Regions from separate parts of the Capra hircus genome. Here region 2 is linked to region 1. Evidence: chromatin contacts called from public Hi-C data. All regions are on one chromosome and are shown on one strand. Each heading gives the region's core, a stretch centred on a gene start, on an enhancer-like site or on the middle of the called end of the contact. The rest is flanking DNA. Distances are from core to core; before and after follow the strand shown. Region 1 overlaps AKAP13 (A-kinase anchor protein 13). Region 2 overlaps AKAP13 (A-kinase anchor protein 13).

The links. A called contact is a pair of places that touch in the nucleus more often than the background predicts.
Region 2: a Hi-C map of liver shows a contact between it and region 1, with 1.6 times the contacts expected there. The contact joins two enhancer-like sites. A contact is called at or near these places in 2 of 5 Hi-C or Micro-C datasets (blood and liver).

What each region holds. Positions count from the first base shown.
Region 1 is chr21:15,645,077-15,648,413 of ARS1.2, forward strand. AKAP13 (A-kinase anchor protein 13) reads left to right here. Exons shown (of 36, transcript XM_018066007.1): 4 at 1,675-1,971. Among named protein-coding and RNA genes, the nearest start is that of AKAP13, 140 kb to the left of the region's middle. Within about 2 kb of position 1,780, at least 3 of the 5 cell types and tissues checked have an H3K27ac peak or open chromatin away from gene starts, as enhancers often do.
Region 2 is chr21:15,699,853-15,702,963 of ARS1.2, forward strand. The region is part of intron 8 of AKAP13 (A-kinase anchor protein 13); the gene reads left to right. Among named protein-coding and RNA genes, the nearest start is that of AKAP13, 190 kb to the left of the region's middle. Within about 2 kb of position 1,504, at least 2 of the 5 cell types and tissues checked have an H3K27ac peak or open chromatin away from gene starts, as enhancers often do.

The DNA of each region.
Region 1 (3,337 bases), core at 530-3,029:
CCCCTGGAGAAGGGAATGGCAACCCTCTCCAGTGTTCTTGCTTGGAGAATCCCACGGACAGAGGGGCCTGATGCGCTATGGGGTCACAAAGAGTCGAGCTGGACTAAGCGACTAACACACACACCGTGGGGGTCGGGGGAAGTCTGCAGAATATTAATTTACTTCTCTCGTTGGTCGCATGGGGGGAGAAAATGATTGTTTTCTCTTTCAAAGACAGCAGAAAGCTTCGTTTGCTCTGCTGGGTGGGAAGCCTCTGTTGGCTGCGCCTGTGGTCTGGGGGGTGGCACTCAGGGACCCTCCAGCTCATCCAGAAGCCAGGATGGGCTCTGCATGTGGGTGGTTTCTGGGAGCCTGGCCCTCAGGTGCCTGTAGTTCCTCAGGCAGCACACCAGGGGGCGCAGCTCACTCAGAAACACCAACGTTTCTTTTCTCATCAGAAAGATATTTATGGAAGAAATGATGATGTTAGGAGCATAGTTCCAATGAGCTGAGATCAGTGCCTAAAGGTGGAGGAAAAGTGTGTTTTGATGAATACATTCCGCATCTTGGAAATGAATAACATTGCTGAAAACCCCAGGGAGATCTGATTTTCCAGGAATGCCTCCCTGCGGGAACAGTGCTCACACCTTCCTGGTCTAGACACCAGTGGAGCTCCGTAGGGTGGTGGGTGGCTTGCTACCTGAGGTCAGAGCTTATGCATTCTCTGCCCCTCTGGGCAGTGGGCACCGTGGTCTCTGGCCCCAGCATTGCATCATCCCTGTGCAAACCGGGCAATTTCTTTGAAGTTCTCTTTGCATTACAGGAAACAATAGGCATTTCAGAGCAAAAGTCATTTTCTCCGCCTTGAGTCGGTTCATAACAGTGAGGTGAAATCAGGTCGTGTGCTTGGTGCTTGTTCAGTCGCTTCAGTCGTGTCTGACTCTTTGCCATCTTATGGACCGTGCCCTGCCAGGCTCTGTCCGTGGGGTGCTGGGGCCTCAGTCCAGTTCCTGCCGGGTAACCCGTGGAAGTGACTTTTCCCCTGCTGGGTTTCCAGATCCAGGGTGGCTCAGGAGCCTTCCCACTGTACGCTAGGCCTCATCGCAAGGTCCTTGAGCTTTCATTCTTCAATTTGTTCAAGTTGAACAGATTAGTGCATATTGAGATTTTCAGAGACTGTTAATGCCAAGCATTATGCTGCCAGCATGGTGGCAACTGGAATGCAAAATTAATCTGTTACTTGGTAGGCGCACTGGGGCTTCCGAGGTGGCTCAGCGATAAAGCGCCTGCCTGCCAGTGTAGGAGACAGGAGACGTGGACTCAGTCTCTGGGTCCGGAAGGCCCCCTGGAGAAGGTACTGGCCACTCACTCCAGTCTTCTTGCCTGGGGACATCTCATGGACAGAGAAGCCTGGTGAGCTACAGTCCATGCGGTCTCAGACAATCAGACATGACTGATTGACTGAACAACAACAGGGGAACCAATTGATCTTCGCAAATAGCACTTGTGAAAAATGAATTAGAGATGGAGTTTTGTGAGGTGTGGAAGATTGCCGTCAGAGCTTGGGGGAAGGAGGGGGTTCCTTTCAGGAGGGGGAGTGTGCTTGTCACGCAGGGAGAGCTGAGGTTCCCGCCGCCGCCCCGTCTCTCAGGAGGAGGGCTCTGATCTGTCTCCCTGCTGCCTGTGCCTCCTTAGGTCATGACTGCTGCGAGACAGTGAAGGTGCTGCTCTGCGCTTCCAAAGAGGGCCTGCCCGTGCTCGTGGTGGCGGAGGAGGACTTCCGGTTCATCCAGGACGAGGCCTACGACGCAGCCCAGTTCCTGGCCACCAGCGCCGGCAACCAGCAGGCCCTGAACTTCACCCGCTTCCTGGATCGCTCAGGACCCCCGTCCACGGACGTGAACTCCCTCGATGAGAAAGTCGCCCTGGCCTTCAGGCACCTGAAGCTGCCAGCGGAGTGGAATGTGTTGGGGACAGACGCAGCCTCACACGGTAAGGAGCTCGGATGACCCGCAGCCTTTGAGCTTAGGATTCTTTGTATTTGGATGGGGCTGCTTTCTTAGGGGGGTGATCCTCCCGTCTCCCATGGTGGCTGCGTAGGAGCAGAGTGGCCTCAGTGGCGCCTCTCCTGGGTCCTCTTGCCAAGCTGTCGGGCCTGTTCTTGTTGGGAAACGACCCCACGGAGGGCTCACTCGCAGCAGCAGCTCTCGAGTAGCCGGTGGCTCGAGACCCTTCCGTGGCCTGGACTTCACGCTTGGTCTCCCGTGTGTGGAGAGAGGCCCGTCCTTCATGAGGAGGGCAGCAGAGGAGTGTTTGACACTTCTTTCTAAAGATCAAAGACAGGATTTTCATTATTGTATTCTCAAGGTGTCTAGGGATTCCATGAGATTGGAATAAGGAAAAGACAAGGGAGAAATCAGGAGGGGTGCACAGGGGAGCAAGCCGAGGCCTGGAGCGCCCACCCCACGCGTTTGTAACCAGAGTGCCCTCACTCTGGTCTATTTCATCTGCTCGGGGCTCCACGTTTTAAAAAGCAGTGATGTAGTAGGTATCTATAAATGTTCCTCTTTTTGTGACGAGGGATTTCCTATGTCATTACTGTGGTAAATGACACCTGTTGGATGTTGTGAGTGTCCGTGTGCGTACACACACACACACACACATCTGATGAAGCAGCATATACCTGGAGTCCAGTGAACAGCGTCATCTTTCCCTGCTGAGTGCAGATCTAATGGAAAGATTTAGGAGTTACGCAGAGATCAGAGTGTTTGCTTCGTCCCTGACAGAACCTGAATGGAAAGGCTGATCTCAGTTCGCTCGTCAGAAGGGGTTGCTTATCCTCTCGACTCTTATCTGGAAGAACAGGACAGTCACAGGACCGCCCTGCAGTGTTCCTGACTTTGGTTATTGTGTTATGAAGGGGTCGCCCAGAAGGTCCCGGCCCCCTGCAGGCAGGCAGACTCTGACTGAGCAGGAGCGCCCAGCAGGGCTGAACCGGGAGGACGCTCAGTTCCCCGCTCTCTAGACCGACCAGATAGCTGTGTTCTCGTGGAAGGACAGCGAGGTTTTGCTAGTTTTGGTTCCCTTAGACCCACTGACTTTAACCACTGGGGCAGTGACCAGCTGCAGGAAGGGGCCCCCACTGTCAGGGGTTTCCTGTCAAGATAAAACCAGGCACTCCTGCCAGGTGAAATACAAAAGGAACCTTGGATGCTCAAATGAAGGGAAAAAGCATTCATCCTTTTTCTTTTTAACATAGTGCCTAAGAAACCTCTGCATTACTGAGATCTAGAGAGCAGAAGATTTGCCATTATACAGGACAGTGGGCACTTTTCCAGAAACCTAGTGTTCAGACATT
Region 2 (3,111 bases), core at 254-2,753, 54 kb after region 1:
GTAATAAGGTTTACTTTATCCGTACAGTAAGAGATTAACAATAGCAACAATAAATGTTGTGGTTTTAACAATATACAGTAATAAAAGTTACATGAATGTGATCTTTCTCTCAAAATACCTTATTGTACAGATTTAATGTCTTCTCCATCTTAACTAAGCACTTACCATTGCACTATGCCTGTAATTCTTGTAATTGGAGATGAGACAGCAAAACCAGCCCTTTTTGCTTAGTTCCTGCTTCACAGTTTCTCAGAAGATTCATTCTTACCATAGATCTTAGCAACTTCAGCATATGATTTGTTGTTGTTTTTTCGTCACCCGTTATTAAATCTGAAACTTTCGCTTCCCTGGTGGTTCAGCTGGTAAAAGAATCCAGCTGCAGTGCGGGAAACCTGTTTGATCCCTGGGTTAGGAAAATCCCCTGGAGAAGGAGACAGCTACTCACTCCAGTATTCTGGCTGGGAGAATTCCGTGGATGGTATAGTCCATGGGGTCGAAAAGAGTCGGACACATCTGAGCAACTTTCCCTTTTTTTTCACCTTTTCCCTTACAGCACTTTATATCTCGTAGATCCGAATTGCCAGCATCACTACTCTTGTGCTTTGGGACTTGTGAAATAAAATAAGGGTTAATTGAACACCACAAAGTGATACTGAGATAGTCATTCTGATAACCAGAAAAGCAACAAAGTAGCTGACGGACAGGATTTACTGTTCTTGCTTGCAGTCTCCTCGAAGAAAGCTGCTGCTAAGTCGCTTCAGTCGTGTCTGACTCTGTGCAACCCCATAGACGGCAGCCCACCAGGCTCCCCCCTCCCCGGGATTCTCAAGGCAAGAACACTGGAGTGGGTTGCCATTTCCTTCTCCAATGCATGAAAGTGAAAAGTGAGAGTGAAGTCGCTCAGTCTTGTCTGACTCTGTACGACCCCATGGACTGCAACCTACCAGGCTCCTCCGTCCATGGGATTTTCCAGGCAAGAGTGCTGGAGTGGGGTGCCATTGCCTTCTCCGTGAAGAAAGCTAGTCCAGTAGAAAAAGGGGCTGAAGTTAGAGCCACCTCGCCACCTGTTTGGCTGGTTTGCAGACATAGCAAGCATGGGATCATAGATGTGCAATGGGGGTACGTAGCGGTCCTCGCTGTTTGCACTGGGATTCTGCCCTTACAGGATCCCAGATCTTCCAGCGCACGTTGCTCTCCTGATAGAATCTTAGTGTGGGTGGCACTGTGGCCTCTGTCACGCAGTCTCTACCCTATCGTTTGCAAGGAAGCGACTGGAGCCCAGAGCGCTCCAGTGCTCTAAGGGCTTGCCTTTGTGTGCCCAGATGGTTGGCACAGAGCCCAGCCCAGGCCCCCAAACCCTGGAGCCTGGCCTCTCCCTTCCTGCCCGCCTCTACCTGCGAGGCCACCTCGTCTCCTTTAAGTCAGCTCTCCAGTGTCCCACGCTAAGCTAAGGCACCCTGCCAGCCTCTCCAGGCTTGGGCTCCCTCTGCTGGGGCAGTCCTTAAATAGGACCGGCTCTCCTGGTCAGTGGCCCTCTTCTGTTTCATGGAGCCCTTGTGCCATCCCCATACACAGAGAGAAGTCGCAGGACGGGCATAGCTGAATCTGCCCGCTGCTTCCTGTGCTGGGGTCACCCACTGCCTGGGGGGCTCTGCAGCTCCACCTTCAGCAGGCTGCCAGCTCATGTGGGTTCTTGGACGTCCGGGCTGGGGCCTGGTGTCGTAATCACAGTACCAGGCTGTCTGGACAGGTGTACGATTCGCACCCCTGTGGCCTTCCCCTCTCCAGAGCATGGCATCTTGATTTTGATGCATGCTTGACACACTCTGCCTTCCCTGTGATTCAATGCAGATCATCATCTACCAAGGCAGGGGGGTCTTTGGATCTAAACAAGCACGTGTGAGCTGCTCAGGACCCCACGTGGGTCTCACAGTGTGTGTTTCCTGGCTGTGCCCTGGTGGACGAATGGTGTGAGACGGGGAAGGGCCTTGGGCTCCCCTGTGCGTGCCGTGTCCTCCACTCAGGAGTCGCCCCTGCCGCCCTGGGGAGAGCACAAAGCTAGGATCTCCTTTGCAGCACCCTTCATCTTTCTGTTCTATGAAAATAATAATTTCTGGAAATGGGCTTGTGGGCTTTCTCATTTCTGACATCAGTTTATTTCTTTGCCAACCTTCCTCCTTACTTTGTCACCTCAAATTCTTCTTCTTCTTTTTTTTTTAACTCAGTCTTTTATTTTGTATTGGGGTATAGCCGGTTTTACAATGTTATGGTAGTTTCAGGTGAACAGGGAAAGGGACTCAGCCAAACATACACATGTATCCATTCTCCCCCGAAACTCCCTCCCATCCAGCCTGCCAGGTAACACTGAGCAGAGTTCCCTGTGGTAGATCCCTTGTTGGTTACCCATTTTAAATACAGCTGTGTGTCCATGACCTTCCAGAGCCCCTAACTATCGTTTCTTCCCCTCTCTGCCCTCAGCAACCATAAATGTGTTTCCGAAGTCTATGAGTCTCCCTCTGTTTAGTAAGTAAATTCATTTGTGTCAAATTCTCACATTCATTTCCCCTTTATCTACAAGCCGAGCGCCTTGTAGGCGGTGGGGTCTAGGGGTCTTGGGACAAGGGTTTGGCATCAGGCCTCCCCCACCCACCCCCCCATTGCAGGCTAGTGGCACAGGTGTCGAGAGAAGAGCCATGTCACCACCTCCGCCGCTGGCTTCTTCAGGTCGCACCAGAACCTTGTCGCATGTTAACCACCCCCCTCTGTGGGCAGCAGGACATTCATTCCAGGAGACGCGGGAGATTCTTCTCTCGTTCCAGCCGTGAGGCCAGGGCTGGTGGAAGGCCACAGCTTGACGTGTCAGTGGGGGCTGTGTGGGGAGACCATGTGTGTATCCATGCCTGAGTTCCTTACTTTTCAACATTTATAACAGAAGATTCTAGTGGTAAATGAGACTATTGGGATGTGTTCCCTTTCTACAGGTCTGACTTAACTGTTGTGCATTTCCGTAACTAAATCAAGCCTTCCATTGGCGAACCTCTCCTGTTCTGTGTATTGAGCTCTGTAACAGAAGCTGGCAGTGCTGTGATGGTCAGATGAGTGGGAGACATC